3 separate regions of the Hordeum vulgare genome follow, and regions 1 and 3 are each linked to region 2. The links are chromatin contacts, called in public Hi-C maps. All regions are on one chromosome and are shown on one strand. Each heading gives the region's core, a stretch centred on a gene start, on an enhancer-like site or on the middle of the called end of the contact. The rest is flanking DNA. Distances are from core to core; before and after follow the strand shown.

What was found. A called contact is a pair of places that touch in the nucleus more often than the background predicts.
Region 1: a Hi-C map of seedling shows a contact between it and region 2, with 4 times the contacts expected there. The contact joins the promoter of LOC123429581 here to the promoter of LOC123409087 in region 2. A contact is called at or near these places in 4 of 6 Hi-C or Micro-C datasets (leaf and seedling) and 1 of 1 datasets of contacts at active chromatin or transcription factors (embryo).
Region 3: a contact with region 2 is called in a Hi-C map of leaf, with 2.5 times the contacts expected there. The contact joins the enhancer-like site here to the promoter of LOC123409087 in region 2. A contact is called at or near these places in 2 of 6 Hi-C or Micro-C datasets (both in leaf).

Annotation. Positions count from the first base shown.
Region 1 is chr1H:234,647,642-234,651,351 of MorexV3_pseudomolecules_assembly, forward strand. It overlaps LOC123429581 (probable E3 ubiquitin-protein ligase XERICO), which reads left to right and starts at 2,262. Exons shown (of 1, transcript XM_045113612.1): 1 at 2,262-3,357. The coding sequence starts at 2,661. The coding sequence ends at 2,984. LOC123429570 (DNA polymerase epsilon catalytic subunit A-like) reads right to left here. Exons shown (of 49, transcript XM_045113602.1): 49 at 3,149-3,710. The coding sequence ends at 3,380.
Region 2 is chr1H:234,410,623-234,414,475 of MorexV3_pseudomolecules_assembly, forward strand. It overlaps LOC123409087 (UPF0434 protein CCNA_00107), which reads left to right and starts at 1,659. Exons shown (of 3, transcript XM_045102077.1): 1 at 1,659-1,802; 2 at 1,883-1,937; 3 at 2,608-2,885. The coding sequence starts at 1,699. The coding sequence ends at 2,712. LOC123429543 (GDSL esterase/lipase EXL3-like) reads right to left here and starts at 1,444. Exons shown (of 3, transcript XM_045113571.1): 1 at 916-1,444; 2 at 706-836; 3 at 1-600. The coding sequence starts at 1,222.
Region 3 is chr1H:234,571,559-234,575,697 of MorexV3_pseudomolecules_assembly, forward strand. No RefSeq gene overlaps it. Among protein-coding and RNA genes, the nearest start is that of LOC123429581, 76 kb to the right of the region's middle. Within about 2 kb of position 2,888, at least 3 of the 3 cell types and tissues checked have open chromatin away from gene starts, as enhancers often do. A contact at or near this core is called in leaf, where this site is marked.

The DNA.
Region 1 (3,710 bases), core at 1,012-3,511, 240 kb after region 2:
AATTTCCTCAACCTCAAATTCTTCATACCAGTTAATCTTCACCTGCTTATTCTATGCCTGCATACTTTGCAAACCGTTTTTCATAATCTTCATCAAGAAAATTGTTGTTGTAATCTTTGCACCTCTGATCCTGCGCTGTTTCCGCTGCACGTTATTCATCAGTGAAGAATTTCCTCAAAAGGAATTTCCTCAGCGAGAAATTCTAAAAATCGCCTATTCACCCCCCTCTAGTCGATATAACACACTTTGAGAACATACAGTAGATCCGTATAAAGCGGATGCTCACAAAACCCCGAGAAAGGAACCTATAAAGGAACTATTTTCTTGGGAAGGTGTTTCTTGCTAAAGTAAAAAAAGTAATATAACAGTACTCCAAGATAATTGTCTATCTATTACCACTACTTGGCTGGATTGCCTAGTTCCCCAAACTATTTACTAATTTTACAGGTTATACAGTACAGAACACTTCCTCGTGTAGGAAGGTAGAAGCGATGGTTCGTTAAGATAGCATTTACACATTAGACGAAGAATTACAAAAACTCGGTTGAATCCAATCATGCATTAGGCTGCTGATTGAAGTTATCTATTATTGCATCTTGACGGCAATCTTGCTGCAACAAACGTGCGGCGGGCATCACTTGGTCATAAACCAGGTGAAGTGGCACCTCTTTATCGTCGGTCCCAGCCGCCCGACTCGTGCCAGTTCTTCGGGACTAAGCCTTGTAACCTTGTCTTCACCATCGCCCACACTCCCCGAGCACCCTCTTGGCAGGCCGAAGTCTTCCACATCTCAAATCGGCTCCGAGCCCCTTTTAGGCGCTTGGCCAATTTTGACATCCTTTCCGGGGGTGTCTCCGCCAGCAATATTGAACGTTTCGTATGAGTTAAAAATTTCAAAATGTGGAATGAACAATGATTAAGTTCGAAAGATTTAGGACACTAGTTTTACATCATATGTATTGGTACCCAAAAATCGGCTCTCCTCTGTCCTAAAACTATTTTTAGACATCAACTTTTACATCATCCACTAGAGATGCTCTTATGTGCTCATATGCATAGATTTGATCGTATAGTGGTATTCACACAGGAATATGCACATGAGCGGCTTGCCTTCTCACTCTGCTGCGGCTTATTAGTGTCTCTTCCTTCACTGGTAGTTTTGTGACTTGGCATCGTACCATGACTTGACAAGCGGTGGTTGCAACACACTGTGGCTTTGCCACTTTGGCTTGGTAATGCTCTTCAAACACCGGTTCTTGAGCTCCGAGGTGAAAACCATAAAGTTAACCTTTGGTGGTTGAATCTAACAATGGCAGTGTCTTGCGTGTTGGGTCCTTGTTGAAGGCATTGCTTTGGAGTCTCCAAAACGTGCTCCCTCAGATGAAAAGTCGGGATTTGACCTGCAGTGGTTGGATTCCTCGATGGCGGTGATTGTGCATCGTTAGCTCCTCAGATGTGGTGTTTTCAAAGAACCTTTCTCGTAGCTCATGTGTTGTTGTCAACTACGGTGGATGGCATTGATGCAGGTGTGTTGCAAGTCATCGGTTGTGTCAGTTATCTTCGTTTTTTCTTCTTCTTTTCACCTTCTTGGTGGTATGCACTATCATTGTCTCGACTAGGCCTTGATGGAGTATCGTTGCATAGACAGGATGTAATTGGTACTCCCTCCGTCCGGAAATACTTGTCCTAAAGATGAATGTATCTAGACTTATTTTAGTTATAGATACATTCATTATATTCATTTTTAGGACAAGTATTTCCGGACGGAGGGAGTATATGTTAGATATTAATATATTGTATTCTGTTGAAAAAAATATCCACTAGCACATATACATAATTGATTAGGTTACATGAAATCTAGAACGATCCATTGGTACAGGAAGTGATGTGACGCGTTACGGGTACAGCTATGATGAGTGACCGCTCACCTTCGCCCACATTCCGCCTACAGCCCCAGTCAGTGTACCTAACCACTGATCACTCACTCGTTCCCTGCGGTTAATCCCATCTCTTGCGGGTTAGCGAGGTTGCTTAGTCATGGGAGAAGCTCCCCTGCTTTTGTGCAGATGAAGCAACATGCAGGCAGCATAGCGCAGCCGACCGACACATATGGTTGGCTACAGCCAACGAGCCCGTACAGGCCCTAGCTAAACATTTTTTTTTAGGAAGAAATATTACTGTAGGAGTATTAACATTCTACGTGCATGGTGTGGTTCCTTTTTGATGGATCTATCTATGAATGTACACCCCGCAAACAACAAGAAGAAAAAGAAGAAAAGACTGCACGTACGAAGTACAGTATACCTCATGAAACCTTGTGGTTGGTCAGAGTGGAGATACACGAATGATCGAGGTTGCCGCTTAATTAGTTAGCTTTCGCATCGCACAAGCTTTGTATCCACGGAAAGGGAAACGGCACTGGGGTTTCTAGGTGCGCCTTCTCCATCACCCCTTTTGCTAATGATTCCATGCAACACCCAAAGAAAATGAAAATGATTCCACGCGCGCACACACGCTCGCTCGCCTTATATAAAAGCCATCGCAGTCCATCTTGGATGCTGATCCACTCGCAGCAAATCTTGGCACCCGCATCAGCAGACACAGATATATCTGCATCGCGGTTTTTGATTCACATAAATAGTACTGTACTCGATAGGTAGATGGTGACGACGATGGGGCACGTGGTGGCGCTCCTCTCCGCTGCCCTCTCCGGCTCCGGCTGCGGTCGCCACGACGACCACTACTACTCCGGTGGCTGCTGCGTGTGCATATCGAGGTTCCATGACGGGGAGGACATACGGAGGCTGCCGTGCGGCCACGCGTTCCACCGGCACTGCGTCGACAGGTGGTTGGCGCTGTGCCGACGGACGTGCCCGCTCTGCCGCCTGCAAGTCGGCGGCGTTGGAATGGTGGTGGCGGATGAGCACCAGCTCAGCGACGATCTCGTCATCTGGTTCTCTTCCCTCTTCGTCGCCGGCTTGTAGCACTCCATCGCTGCGCTGCAGTGTAGGCTCTTAGTCGATGAGCATGTCAAGCATTTCTCATGGAAAAATCTCACCGCGCGCGGTGGGCCCTCCTAGTTCTACCCCTCTTCTAGGCTTTGCTTCACTGATATATAAGTGATTTTAGGCCACAGCGGACTCCGAAATAAACTATGTCTAACAGACAGACATCCTTCTCATTATATTTATATACAACATGGATCAAGTGTGCCCAACAAGTATCCATGCAAGCAATACATTCTTTGCGGCCGCAAGTTGGTTGCTTCGAAACAAGTTACTCCACCGCGCGCGCACACACACACACAAAAAAAAAAGTTACCATAACTAATTTACTATGCTACCCTAGCTGTTAACTGAAGAAGTACGACAGGCTTCAATCACCTGACCTCCAGAATCCATCGGACGCAATCCTGGAGCAGCTCGAACTTCTGACTCACAGCGACGTTCAGGAACACCCGCATCTTGCCAAGGAACTGCGGCGCCTCCTCCTTGCACCGGAACGAGCCTCCACAGTTGCACTGCTCCGACACATGGGCCGCCTTCACCTGCCTGCACCGGACGCACACCAGGTCCTGCAGGTGGTACAGCCTCTCTCGCTGCCGCACAATCTGCAGAAGCGCGTTCTCCATCTCCTCGCGGTGGTATGGCTGCCCGCACTGCGGCACCGCGCACCTCCACTCGTGGCCTTGGAGCGTCGAGTCGCGGCAC
Region 2 (3,853 bases), core at 409-2,908:
GAGGAACTTGGCCGGGTCCCTGCAGGCGTGCGCCGTGTAGCTGTTGCAGGTGAGCGTCACCTCGAACAGGCCAGTGCCGCAGCAGCCGCGGTCCGACACCTCGAAGCCGTAGGCGGCCGGGCGCTGGATCATGTCCAGCAGCGGCGCGTAGAGGTCGATGTACTTGAGCACCGCCCCCGGGAGCAGCGCCGTGCCGTTGAGCCGCCTCATCTCCTTCTCCAGCGCCGCGTTGTACAGCACGGCCGCCTGGTTGTACAGGGACACGCACGCCCTCCCCTCGCCGCCGGCGTTGGTCCGCTGCGACGGCACGCACCCGATGGGCGGGGCGCCGGCGACGCTCACCCGCCGCGCGCCCAGGCCGTAGAGCTTCTGGATGAAGGCCGACGCGCACTGCACGATGAAGTCGATGTAGGACTCGAGGTCGTAGTCTCGCCGGAACGGCGTCGTGAAGTAGGTGTTGGCCAGGTCGTCGGTGCCGGTCACCACCATGTAGAGGCTCGTCGACACGATGTTGGCGGCTCGCTGCGCGCCGGCGATGCGGCTGATCTTACCCTTGTACTCCTTGAACAGCTCCAGCTGGTCGTCCATGCTCAGAACCGACTGATGAAATGCCACGGTGACGGTGGAATGAATTTAATTTACTCCATCTTGGAGGTGGAGAAATATAAACGATGTTCCCTGGGCAGGGCAGGGCTGGGCGCTCACCACGATCTTGGCCGTGAGGGGGTCGAAGCCGCAGCCACCGGAGGCGAAGCTGACGCCGGTGAGGAGGTCCGAGTCGCTGAGCTCCGTGCCGAGGTACGCCGGCACGTACTGCTTCAGCCCCATCCGGGTGGCTGGATCAAAACTCAAACCATCAGTTTCAGTGCCATGCATGCACGAACCGAGTAGCTAGAGAGAGTCGTCAGTGCATACCGAGGATGTCGCCGACGATCTTGCCGTTGCTGAACCTGCCGGTGGCGTTGTGGGCGGGGAAGTCCTGGCCGTAGGGCGCGAAGTCGCACCGCACCGCCGTGGTGAGGCCGTTGTTGTTGCCCGGGTCCACGATGGAGTCACCGAACAGGATCAGCGCCGGCGGCCGCGTCTGGCTCGAGCTCGGCTGGGAGGCGGCAGTGCAGCAGGAGGGGCGCACAAGCATCAATGCCACGAGTGCTGTGACAACGAGAATGAGGCGGCGCGTGGCTCCTCCGGCTCCGGGCGTGCATTCGCTGGCCATGGCCATGCCTGCTCCGGTGTTGGTGTTGATCAGGCCGCTCACTCACACCTCGCCTCTTCCTCCTCCTGCTGCTCCTCCTGCTGCTGCTGCTCTGTCCGATCGATGCTTCTCTTGTAGTACGTAGTTGTAGAGACACCTCCGGTCTCATCTATTCTTAACTTGTGTAATTCCTTCCCCATTTCTTGCAAGATTGAGACGACAAACTCACAAGTTTCGGTTACCTCGGTTAATGCATTTTTGTTGTTTCGTCAAGTGAGGTGAGCACACGTACGTTTTAGCGCGGAATCTTGGAATGGAAATTTTCGTGCCTATCCCAACCGTTCGCCACCTCCTAGAGTTTTTATTTTATTTTTTTGAGAATTTCCACCTTCTAGAGATGGGCTGGGCTGGGCTGGGCTGGGTTGTGTTGTGTGAGCCGAACGGATTGCTCAAGTTGGGCTTTTAAAACTGTGACCGACCCGATCCAAAATTCTGGCAGGACGATGATGAGGCGGACCACGGCGTTGCTGTTGCGCCACGCCGTCGGCGGGATCCCGCAGGCGCTCGCCGACGTGCTCGTCTGCCCCCTGTCCAAGAAGCCTCTCAGGTATCCAGGCTAGGCAATATCTGCCCCCTCCTACTTCCACACCACCCCCTTTGATCTTGTTTCTTTCTTTTGCCCACCAGGTACTGCGAGGTCAGCGGCTCTCTGGTCAGCGACGCCGGCCGCATGTCCTTCCCGGTGAGCCCCGGTGTCCTCTCCCTCTCCTCCATGCGCCGCGCTTGTTGAATGCTTGGATCTGCAACCGTCTGGTGGTTCTAGCCGATATTCCATGCTTGCGGCTTACCTGTTCGCTGTATTGCCTCGGCGAAAATGGTAACAGATTCATGATGTGTAAAACGAAAAGGGGGGGGGGGGGGGGGCGATTTCCCAGTATCGTTATGCAATGACAACGCTCCACAGTAGAGACTCAATTCAGGAAGTAGCTAGTGATAACTAGTCTTCAGACAGCATGCCCTTTATGGTTATCGAGAATTTGACTTTTTGAGATGAAGTTTTAGAACATGAGGGAGGATCGTGTTAATTACCAGAAAGTACTGGTCTTAGCATGCTGGGATCAACGCGTGTACAGTGGTGTGTGGGACAGACTCACAGACTAGAGAGGGAGGGTGAGAGGAGGAAATGATCAAAGTGCACATAATGGCTAACAACCAACTGATTTCATGTTCTGAAACGGGGATATTTTGTGTCCACTTTGAACATTTAAGATAAACATGTTCCTATGGAATTTCAGCATCTCAATTTATTGCTTCCTGTAGCATTTCATCAATTTCTTGTGGCATCTCTGGCATTTCCACTCATTATTTTTGCTTACCACTTGGCCCTGATTTCATTCCGACATTAACTCCAGATAGCAGATGGAATTCCTTGTCTACTTCCGAAAGACGGGAAGTTGCTCGAGGACCACCCGAGGGAATCAGGATATGAAACCAGCTCTAGGGATTCCTCTGATTGAATCTACGTTGTTGTACAAGCCGACAGAGTCATTCTGTATTAAAATGTAATTGAGATGGAAGCAAGAGTATGTGCTGTACTCAAACTTTTTGTTATCGCCGTATATCATCGTCACGGTTGATGTGTACTGACTATTTCGCACAATGGAAATAAAATTAGGATCGTGATAACGTACACACGTGTGGTGGAAGCAACATACGTATGTCACGTCACCGTATGCATGTAGGGATTTTTTGATTTTCAGTTTTTAAAATGTTTTATCTCTTAAATGAAAAATTCGATTAAAGATCCGTTTTCATCATTAAATCTGTCTCGACGAGATTTTCGAAACTAGATCCCATGTTGATATGTTTCGATGACTTTTTTTTCAGGCAACAGTTGCCATGTCTATTACACATGAATTGCCATGGTGTTTACACTGAAGTTGCCATGATACGTTTTAGGTATTTTTTTCTTCTACCTTTAAAAGTAAATTTTGATGGATTAATAAAGAATTGCCATGATCCATGCATTAAATTTGACGTGGTTAATTACTAAAAATTGCCATGATCAATTAATAAAAATTGCCATAAAAATAGTTGAAAAAGATAACAATAGCTTTAAATCTAGAGAAAAAAATAGTTAGAACATGTTATGACAACTTTAGTGTAAACACTATTACAACTATAGTGTAACATCATGGCAACTGTTGTCATTTTTTTTCATCGAAACATATCAACATAGGATCTAGTTTTGAAGATCTCGTGAGACGGATTTAATGATGAAAATGAATTTTAATTGGATTTTTTAATTAGAAGATAAAATATTTTTAAGCCAAAAACCATTTTTTTTTTCCGTTGATGTCATCTATTTTGGCCTGGTAAAATAAATGATAACGAAGGCGTGTAGGTAAATTGCAAACGCCCACACGTGTGGGCGTTAGCTTTTCCCTATAATTTTTACATGGTATTGCTTTTGGCTGTAATTTATTTCCGCTACATGTTTCTTTTTGCTGGTCTAGCTGTATAGTGAACCTTTGCATAATACTAAATCAGAAGAACCCTATAATCCAGATGTCAATATGTTTGAAATCTGCCTTGGAAAGGACTTTGCAAGTTAGATATAATTCTCAAATTTCGCCTCAAAATATTTTACCTTCCGGA
Region 3 (4,139 bases), core at 1,638-4,137, 160 kb after region 2:
ACTCTCTCAGAATGCCGGGGAGCAATAGTCCCTGGTAGCAGCAAACTCGACCAGTTGAGCTATTTCTGGGTCTGCATCTTCGACTGCGCCAGAGAAATCGCAATCTGCGTCTGACATAGAGGGAAAATAGCGAAACTCCTGCATCTCCGCCACTTGCGGAAACTGGAAATGAAGACGGGTGATGGCTTCCGCAGCAGCTATCTGGACGGACAACACAGGGGTGGGCATGGGTTTGCCACGAAAATTCATGGGCTTCCCATCCGCTGCTTGACCTAGGTTGATATGCACCTTTGCATATAATTAGCATAGATGGGGAACGGGTTCCGATTGGAACACCAGATACACTGGAGGCTTACTACGACCAAGGGCTCGAGTGAGCATACTCGAAAGGATGGGTGGAAATCCAGGATAACCATCAACCATAGTTCGACTATGGAAAGTGGGTGTTTTGGAAGAACTCGCCATGGCTGCTGGTTTGGGGATAGTAGTCTGGGTTCTCTTGCAGGGATCTGGCTTACTGGATGGAGAGAGTTGCGGCTCACAAGTGGGACAGGTTTAAATAGGCAGTCGGGCTGGAAGACACCAGCATGGCGTGGATCTTTCTCGTGCCGGGTAGAAGATATGCTGGCACGGCCGACAACTTCGTAGAGTCATGGTCCAATCTGGAGTGGCTGGGTGGGGCGGACAACTGGGTAGGGACACGTCCATTCCGACTGCGCCGCCTATTGATCAATAGTGGCCATGTCGGATGCCACTAACGGGTCAAATCTATTGGGCTCACTACCGGTTGAACCTAGGGTGGTCTTGGTGCTAAGGTAACCTACAGCCAGCCTGGCTCTGATACCAAGTCTTGTGGCACCCCGATAGAGGGACGACGCACGCCAGTCCCCAGGATAAGACCAGACGAACATCACAGACATGATACAACAATTCCACACAAAAATGGCTTTATTAATGTAATAGAGCATTGCAATACTGTTGCTTACAACAATATTACATAACTCCAAGGCTAACTAAATGGCAGCAGAGGTTTGGGTTCAGCGGCAATGACGTCTCTGGCTGGGCTCCATAACTCGCAAGACAGGCTGGGTTACGATCTAGCACGATGAATCTTCTCCTGCAACTGGCCACGTGCAAGGCCAGGTGAGTACTTTGAATGTACTCGCAAGACAACCAAATACATAGCATCCAAACAAGCAGCTAACAAAGCAAGCCCTATGCTATATAAGAATTATTCTAAGCATGGCATGGAATTAACACGAAAACATGGGTCAAGCATAGCATAACATGGATCAAGCATGGCACAACATGGATCAAGCATCTAATCTACATAGCATGGTAATGATCACACTAGGTACTTGAGGTACTTACAGTTACCGGATACCAACTTACTCTCTTCTCGATATACTCGTAATCCAACCTGAACGGATCCAAATCCCATCCAAATCATATGGTCATCCGACCACTCATTATATAGCCATCTCTTGGCTAACATATCATATTCCCGACATCCTTTGATGTCCAAACAAGATGAGTTCTTCCATCATCGCTATCATTGTTATGGTTGACCACCTAGTGAGGTATGGACGGGCCGTCCAATACCATGGACTCAGCTATTCGAATAGATTCTTACACTCTGCAGAGGTTGCACACTTTACCCACACCATGGAGCACTGACCTCGTAATCCCATTCGAGTGGACCAGTGTTTTTTCCAATGGAACTTGTCTGACCCGTGACTCTTCCATCGTACCACCGGCATTCATCCTCCCCCGGAGTCCTGCCCTAGGTGGCCCTGTGTCCTGATGACACCTGCCACCATCGTGTCCAAACTAAACTGTCCCAAACGGGGACGCCGACACAAAAAACTCAACTGGCTCACAGGGTTATCACTTGCTAACTGATCAGGGTAGCACACGTGCATAGACCTCCCTCTTTGGAGGTACCGGTGAAAGATCACGCAATCAGACCAAGTCAAGGTCGTCCCATACCGGTAAATGTGGTTGCATGGGTAAGCCCGGACAGGTGACTCAAGATCAACCAACTAGGTTACATTTGTTAACTCAACTCAACCTATCCATTATCGTACCATTACCTCAACAAGTATAAGTGCTAAACAATAGCATAGCAAAACAATAGTGCTGACAATCATGTCATGAGATCAAACCCTAGTACTAACATGTCAATGTTATTAACAATATTATTATTACCATGATAATATGTAAACAAGACTTGGCATTGGATGAAAAGTAATGCTAGCATCTAATACGGATGTCATAACACGTGCATGCAAGTGCAAACTAACAGATGATCTAAATGTACTACGATACCCACACAGGGTGCAAGCAAAGTCATCATGCAAGTCCGGAGCTCATGATAAGAGGTTGGCTTGCGTGGGGGTCGATGAATATGCCGGGAAGAAGCGTGATAAAACGCTGGAAAGATTTGCCACAGAAGTTCCCTTCTCGGAGGGCTCAATCGGAGGGCAAGGGAAAAATGGTCAATTTTCACTGTGAAAACAGTACGAAAATGGTACCAACACGACGGGCTCGAAGAGACGAAGGAGTGGGCGTTGGTTTACCTCAATCAGAGCTACGGTCGTGAAGATACGAACGTTCATTCGTTAGGCGGAAATCAAATAAAAACTTATCCATTTGTGCTCTTAACCAGTGAACGTTTATAATATAGCAGATTCGGTCGACTGGTTAAAACTAAAAGCGCATTTGCTGAAGTACGTTTTTAATTTAGAGAAAACATATTCAGGCTCCAGGCCGAAGCAAAGTACACTTTTAAAATTGGAAAACATATTATCGAAAATACGCTTCCACTGAACCTGACCACGGGCCCAGTTGACTTCTCTCTGTCTGACCAACATGGGGGCCCCGCCTTATCTGCTCTCTCCACCTCTTGCCTTCTTCTCAAACGCGACACAGAATAGGGGAGGAGCGGGGGCGCTCGGCCGTCGGTGCTGCCGTCGCCTCGCGACCACGGAAGAGCCGGCAGGCAAGCGTGGGCGCTCCGGCGCTCCTCTACGCGCCCGAGGGAGGTCGAAAGGCGTCGGGAGCCGGCGGGCAGCACCTTCCCCACTGACCAAAACGCGAGGGCGTACGGGCGTCTGTGGTGTCGCTCCGGTGGTGCTTCCCCGAGGGTTCTGAGGACGACGGCGGCTTCGCCAATGCCTAGGGAGGCTCTGACCATGGGTAGAGGAGAGGGGGAGTGCTCTGGCGCTTGCATCTCCATGGGGGTCCGACGGTGATGCTCCGGCCATTGGGGAGCAATGGAGGGCTTGGGGAGGGGCTGGGGCTTGCTCGTCGACGGCAGGGGGTCGGGGCAGGCTTCTTATAGCCGAGGGGAGGGGCTAGACGACACCAGATGGAGCTGCTCGAAGCTTGCTGCCGTGGCAGAGCTCCGGTGGAGAATCCATGGCTGCAGATGCCTCCAGGAGCAAGGGGGCGAGGGGAAGAGGTCTCTTGAGGGTTCATGCACGCCATGGGAACCTCCATGACACTCCTGTACAGGCTGGAGCTTGTTGGAGACGCGCTTCCGACAACTTCATTGCACAGACCTTCGGTTTGGCATGCTCTGCCTGTGGTCACCACGCTTCCACGACATTGCCACACTCCACTTGCAGCCAAACCATGTCTAGGGTCTTCTCCATACTTCACCGAGTTGAACTATGCGTCTAGAAAACACTAGAGAGCACTCGTTTGACTGAATCAAGGCCAAACAATTGCCAACAACAACCTATTTGTGTTGTGGTGTGGCCACCACAGTGCACCTCTTGGCCTGATCTTTGGCAGGGGTTGATCATCTACTAAAGTGAGTATCTTAGCCAAAAATACAGCACAAACAAATAAGACTACGGGGTACTTCCTTTGTAACCTCGCAATCTGACCAGAAATAAAGAAGATTATGCTGGGATCAAATAACTAGATATAAATGGCTCAAATTTGGTGGAGACCAATAATTTAGGCATATGGAGGCACTGTAAAAATTTCATACCATTTGCATGAGTAGAAATGGTACTTCCTTCACAATGCTCCAATCTGGACAAAAACTTGGATAATTTTCTGCGGGCGAATGGCTAGACGGAATGGGATACAATTTTGTGGACAAGGGTAATTTATCATAATGAACTTCC